2 separate regions of the Columba livia genome follow, and region 1 is linked to region 2. A link is a contact called in public Hi-C data. All regions are on one chromosome and are shown on one strand. The core of a region is the stretch at or near the end of the contact, and the rest is flanking DNA. Distances in the headings are between cores, read along the strand shown. Region 1 has its middle 25 kb from the start of SMPDL3A. Region 2 has its middle 8.9 kb from the start of FABP7.

Region 1 (3,557 bases), core at 1,005-3,504, 40 kb after region 2:
AACCTGCGGTTGTTCTTACCCAGATGCGAGATGCTACACTTGCCCTTGTTATATTTCATTAAATTTTTCCCCGCCCAACTCTCCAGCCTGTCCAGGTCTCGCTGGATGGCAGCACAGCCTTCTGGCGTGTCAGCCACTCCTCCCTGTTTGGTGTCATCAGCAAACTTGCTGATAGTACACTCTATTCCCTCATCCAAATTGCTGATGAATATATTGAATAATACTGGTCCCAGTACCGACCCTTGAGACACTCCACTAGATACAGGACTCCAACTGGACTCTGCCGCATTGACCATGACTCTCTGGCTTCTTTCCTTCAGCCAGTTCACAGTCCACCTCACTACCCGATCATCCAGACCACACTTCCTCAGTTTAGCAGCAAGGATGCTGTGGGGGACTGTGTCAAATGCTTTGCTCTAGTCAAGGTAGACCACATCCACTGCTTTGCTGAGATTCTTTAATAATTCACAGAATCACAGCTTGTTATTAAAGAATCACAGCTTGTTATTTAAGGAAAATAAAACAGTCTAATGATGAAGATAAATTCACTAGCAAAGAAAACTGTTTGGGGGAAGACTTACCAATTTTCTAGGTGTTTTGGGGTTTTTTTGTTTCCTTTCAATAAAAAATCAACCCTAAATATTTATTTTCCCAGCTCCATTTTGTGTAAAAGCATACAGTGGCAGGCTTATGGAATTCTCCAGCTAGGCTGAACAACCCAGAAAGCAACTTCTGTTCTCTTGAAGGAAAATGTTCATTACACTTCATGTGCATGCACTTTGTGCCTCTGAGCTGCAGAAACAGACAGCAGCTGCGTACTCTTGGGAAATGGCCTGAAATAGGAATAAGATTACAAATGTATTTGGAAGCACTTAAAAAGGCTGATGAAAAACTTGAGGGGAAGGTTTTCTTAAATGAGTATCTGTGTTGCTGGGTGATAAGCATGGCTTTACTTAGTAGGGCTTTACTGTTTATTTGTACTTTCACTCTATGTTTTAATGAGTATAAAGGCATGCAGATCAAGTATCTGGGCACTTATTTCCATTATAATTAACAATTAATGAATTAATTTCCAACCTTTAATTAGATTGAATTTAAATACAGCACGTTTCAAACTCCAGACTCTGGAAGGCATTTAAAAGGATAAAACTGCATGCTGACAGACACCTATTATGCAAGTTTAATTGACACCATGTTTTGGGAAGTTGCATCTGAAAGGTAAATTGACTAGTACTTTGGAAGTCAATCAAGTTTTAAGGTGAGAGATGTTTCAGATAACATGGAGTGCTTAATCCTTTCCACTCCTTCTCTCCTTTCACTTAAAGTCTAGTATTTTCTTGGAAAAATCTGGTTATATGCTTTCAGAATCTTGCCCCTCTGAAAATGAGCTGCAAATTTCCGTCGCTTTTCATTCCCCTGAATCTGTCAAGAGGCTGCAACTGTTGTGAGCAACAAAGTGTTCGGATGTGTCACCCCAGGAGTCAGTCTTTGATGGGCTAAGTGAAGGCAGAATGAACACTGAAAATGTAAAGCTAGTTAACAAACACAAATCCTGTGTTTACTACCCTCTACTGTGAAGGAACCTCAAATATTTAATAAGACCTTTCTATATCAGGTGTCTGGTGAGATCACACAACAAGCGTGAGAACTATTGTCTTTCTGTGGCAATCTAATAGTTATAAGAATGTAACTCATTTTCAAAATTAAAACTGAAAAGTCAATCATAAGCAGTCACCAAATTTTGACTAAGGATTTTTTTTTTTTTTAATTTGAAAATAGTATTTTTAGGCAAAATGAAATGTCAAAAGATGACAAAACCCACTGAATAAATGTTTCTCTTTAAATAGTAGGCATTTAGCTTGCTAACGAGGAACTTCCAACGAGGAACTGTGGAACAGTTGTAACGTTAAACTCCCTTCAGTTATCTGACATCATGGACCAACTTTCATGCTGATATTTATTTTAATATATCTGCCACTGAAGGCAACGAGACTGTGCTGATTTACATTAGTTGAGACCTGTTCCTCTATCCTCTGAAACAAAACCAATTTTGTTTTCTTCCTTCTCTGCTTATTTCTCTCGCCAGTTCCAATTTCACAAACCCATGTTCCACCAGATAATAGTCACCATCATCATCATCATCTCTGTGGGTCCAGGCGGGTGCCCCCCGGATGAGACGGGAAGCACGAGAGCTCTGGGCAGGCACTGGGGTGAGGGCTGGGAGCCATCTCGGTGCCGAGGGGGAGATCCCCTCAAGCTTCACGCTTGGCTGGCTCTTTGTTCGCCCTTGAATGCTCCCGCTCAGAGCCTTTGTGCGGTGGCGGGGCCGAGGTGTGAGGCGGGCGGCAGCGAGGGCCGCGCCATGCCTGGACAGAGCATGACCAGTTTGGCTGCAGCCAGTCACCGCCGGGCTCGGCGTTACATCACCCTCAGCCCACAGCTCGGCCAGACAGAGCCAAACAGGCTCCTTGTTGTTTTTCCTCTTTTCATGAGCAAGAAGAAAGCCTGGGAAAAGAGCAGGGATCCCAGACCTTCCTTGAGAACAGCTGAATATTGTCTGCATGGTAATGAAGGGAACAAAACCACGAAACTCACAGGGCTCTCTGACCCTCCACAAGCTGGGAGGCACAAAAGCGGGGTGTGTAATTGGGATGAGTGGGATGAGCGTGGCGTGGTGAGGAATCACCCCACAGTCCCCCACCGTGCCAGGGAGCCGCTCCTCCGCAGGACCTGTGACAGCTTCTGGGAAAACCAAGGAGTCAGAGTGCATCCCTCATTCCTGTTTCTCAGGGTGATGTCCCTACAATTGATTTGGGGACCCTGTGTCAATATAGTAGCACAGCAGCCAGTTCTCTTTCAAAAACATTATTGTAACACAGAGTGTCCATTTGTGGTTCCAGTTTTCTGTTCCACCCACCAATTCAAGATGGGTACATACGCACAGCTTGTCCTTGTTTTTGCAAGCTGCTGATGTTATCTCAAGAGAAAGTGATAGCTTGTTTGTTCTGTTTTGAAATTCAAAAGAAGTTTAATTTTCCTCTTTGCAATGAGTCTTGGTTGTTGCTTCTTTCAGAAGTGGAAAAATGGACTGGGGAAAGGGAAGGCTTCATATATACTTTGCACACCATGAGCACCTGGACCATTCCCATCTGCTGGGGGCAAGTCCAGCTCCTGTGAAATTTCTGCGGTCACAAACATCCATCTCTTGGCAGCCAGGCATAGTGTTCCTATGGAGAAACACTGTTGTCATGGGAAACTGTGATCATGGAGAGAAACAAGTTTTGTGAGGGATTAGGAGGCTTGCCTGTCTGTACTGTGAAGGCACGCAGCAACCTTGTAGTCCTCTGAAAACCAGAGCAGAGCTTGGTTGTGGGGCAGTGAGCACTTGGAAGGCTTGTGCTGCTGGACTGTGCCACATCACACCTTTGCACAGTCTGAGGTCTTCTAGGACTCTCCAGGCAGATGTGCTCCTCCATGCCTCACTTTGTTCCCTTGCTCCATTTCTGCGGCACGTGATATTCCTTCTAAAATGTCAATAAGGAGGATGTCATCTGGGT
Region 2 (3,490 bases), core at 691-3,190:
CTCTTCTCCCCAGGGAAGCAGTCACAGCCCAATCCTGACAGTATTCAAGGAGAGACTGGACAGACAACACCCTCAGACACATGGTATGAACTGTGGAGCTGTCATATGCAGGGACAGGAGCTGGATTCAATGATCCTTGTGGGTGCCTTCAACTCAGGCCATTCTATGATTCTGTCTGCTGGTGCTCCGCGTGTGATAAAGCCCATGAAAATGAATTGAACAGAGATTTCTGCATGGATTTCTCCACTGTTTTGGCACAGGCTGTGTTTGCTGAGCAATGCGAACATGAGCCCCAGACCCACTGCGGTATGTATTGGTTCCCCATGGTCCACACAGCACAGGCCAGTGGGGCTGAGCGCACTGGAGTTCCAGGGCACTTGCTCTGAAGTGGTTTGGGGAAGGGCTTAAACTGTTCTGCCATCTAGTGGGATTCTCAGCCTGCCAGGTAGTTTGTGCACATAAGTGGATGGACACAGTTTAAGAGACCTCAAAACCAGCTGGGAGGCAGCTGCTTCAGAGAGAAAATGCAAAGAGAGTGTGAGCTGGACTGGTGAGAAGTCGACAGTCTGCAGCTAATATGAGACGTTCACTCCAAGGGTATTGCTAAGGGTGCAGTACCTTGGTGTCTGCGTGTGTTCAGAATGTTGTGTGATTGCAAACAGGAGACATCTCGTGTCACTGCGAACACTACTTCAATGGCTTATCTCAGCTTGGGAAAGCACTGCCAGCTGAAGCCACCCCACAGGGCTGCTGTTCGGAGACATGCGGTGCTCCTTACTGCTGCTCTGTGTTGCTCAACCCTCGGGCAGGTAGCCCAGCACGCCAGCACGTCGCCTTGGTTATGGGACCCAGTCCTCTCGGTGGAAGCTCACCCACACTGCACGGACAAAGGAAGGATGTCGGGCTTTGGACTGAGGGGTGAACTCACCAAAAGCCTTTTCAGCCTGTAAATTCTGTCATAAAACAGGTGTCTAAGTTTGGCTTGCAACCTACGCAGCTGTAGATACCGGGTCTGCGATTTGGGTTAGGGTGTCAATACTGCCATAGATGACTGATTTTGATGTTTCTTTTTTAAAGAAGAGCTTAGTTTCACCTTCTATTAAGCTGTTCTGCTTTGGATATTAATCAGAAATAAATGCTCAGAGCTGCTATATTATGACTTTGGTTCATTTCCCTGTTCAGCCTGGTGGGGGCCAGTCCGTATTGCAAGAGGGCCCAGAGCTCTGTCCTGTGCCACGTCCTAACGCCAGACCACCACAACTTAGATCTGATGGAAAATGGTTTTCTGGCTGGAGATACAAAGCTTGGGTGCTGTCAGCTTTTCTGGATTAAACATATATTCAGCAAATACCTGCAATATAAAGGGACCTGATGTGAAGATTTAGTCAATCCTTACTAGTGCTTTATTGCTGGGAATCTGCTGGGCACCGACGCATGCTATAAATCCAGTACTTACCATAAAATGTACAGAAAAGCCAATCTGAGAAGGAATGGTTTAACCTTCCTACATATTTCATTTTTTTCCAGATCCCTTGGGCATATTTGTAAATCAGCAGGGCAAACAAAAAAGGAGCATGTAAACTGCTACTAATCTCTAGCAGTATTCCAAAATTCTAATTCTAATAATGCTCCTTTTTTTCTACGGGGACAAGAGCAGCTTTCGCCCGAGGGCTCCGCAGCCGTCGAGGCCGACAGGGAGTCAAGCCGCCCCCCACGGCGGACACAAGATGGCGCCCGAGCCTGCGCCTTCCTCGCAGGATCGCCACCCTCCGCCTCTCGGCCCGCAGCGCCTCGGAAGCGGCAAGGTTGGACCTCCTTCGCTGTCAGCCGTAACGGGAAAAAGAAGGGAAGCCGCAGCAACGCCCGACGCCGGTGGGAAGAAGGACGGGGCTCCCGGGGAGCCCGTCGCTGAACACCCGCCCCGCTGCGTCCAAGGTGTCCCGCCCAGACGCTGCCCCTTGAGCTGCCCCGGCGACTCATCGTCCGAATGGCTCGTGGGCTCAAGACAAGCTGCTGAATTAACTGTGATTAAGTTACAAAAGACGTACCCATCATTAACCAGTTGACATGATAAATGCTTTCCGACCACCTGCAAAACGAGGGGATATTTTTCTAGTTTTAGATGACAAGAGGGAGACAGAAGATTAAATGATACATTATTTAGAACCAAAATGCTTAGTTTATATTTAACTAATAATTAATAGATGTATTGTAAGTAAGAAACTAAACAATTATAACTAAAATCATCAATTATTTCTTACTATAGAGGCACTGTATGTCAAAAATTTCAAAAACTGTAAGGCACATGTAATAATTATGTGAACATAAGCAACGCAAGAGCATCCAGTCTTTGGAGCCCTTATGGAGGATGATCCCCAGTGTTCCCCAACACTGATAAAATAAAGAATGACGCTTAACAATATAATTGACTCTGCTGTTGTTTCTTCGTTTCACCATGACTCCCGGCAGCTCCAAAAGCCTGGGGGAGATGGGTGCAAATGTGCTGCCCTTTTCCCCCACCATCCCCTTCTGGGCTGCACGAGCAGACGGGGGGCAGGTGGATCCCCCTCAGGGGCGGCTTCCACACAGGTCATACCAGCACCCGCTCAGCTAAATAAGCAGGCTATTCACAGAAAACACGACTTCTTGCTCCCCAGTTTAGCTGCTGCTCCTGCAGGCCGCCCATTCCCCAGCAGCACCCCTGTGGCCCAGCAGCCACAGCAGAGCGACCGGCTCTCCCCGCAGCCGCTCGGGCCGCCTCTGGCATCCAGCAGACAGCAGGGGCTGGGCAGTGGTGTCCTGTGCACTGAGGAGGAAAAGTGCCCTTTAAGTGAAAAAACAGGAAAACTACCATAGACACATTATGGGAGAGCTACAGGTTTTGAACATGCTTGTTTCTCCCACCAGTTTTGTACCCGTCTTCTACTTCACTGCTTGACAATTCCATCACTTCCATTCCTTCATCACTGTGAACTTGTCATCTAACTCCATACAAAGTTCACATCTATCTACTCACTTTTTTCAGGGCTCAACCCTTATTTCACTCACTTATACTTCCATATGCCAAACATCAACTGTTAGTGCTTTAAACACCCAATATAAGAAGTAGATATCTTTAATTGCCTCTATATTCAGTAAACTGAGATGATTGAGATGATTGAAGGACAACTCATTGCTATTCCTCCCAGCAAGTACTGGGTAGAGATCTTACATATCCAACAGACTCGTTAAAGAGCCTTGAGGCAGTTCTTGAATAATCTTTGTCTTGAGCACTGGGAGAACTGCTTCTCTAGAAAAAAAAAAGCATGTGATTATGCAAGTAGAGATGGTGTTGCAATATCAGAAAGTGCTGAAATAAGTTTCTTTCAAGCAGTTCTTTCAGACAGCCTTTGAACTCTTGACTTCCATTTTTTTTTTTTTTTTTTTTTTTTTTTGACATGGGCTGATGTGAATGGAAAATTCTAGGTAAATTTATAATGGAAAAAATTAA

The links. Hi-C and Micro-C count contacts between places; a contact is called where the count stands out from the background.
Region 1: a contact with region 2 is called in a Hi-C map of liver, with 6 times the contacts expected there. The contact joins two enhancer-like sites. A contact is called at or near these places in 2 of 2 Hi-C or Micro-C datasets (crop and liver).

The regions. Positions count from the first base shown.
Region 1 is chr3:54,257,492-54,261,048 of bColLiv1.pat.W.v2, forward strand. No RefSeq gene overlaps it. Among named protein-coding and RNA genes, the nearest start is that of SMPDL3A, 25 kb to the left of the region's middle. Within about 2 kb of position 2,255, at least 1 of the 3 cell types and tissues checked has an H3K27ac peak away from gene starts, as active enhancers do.
Region 2 is chr3:54,217,476-54,220,965 of bColLiv1.pat.W.v2, forward strand. No RefSeq gene overlaps it. Among named protein-coding and RNA genes, the nearest start is that of FABP7, 8.9 kb to the right of the region's middle. Within about 2 kb of position 1,941, at least 1 of the 3 cell types and tissues checked has an H3K27ac peak away from gene starts, as active enhancers do.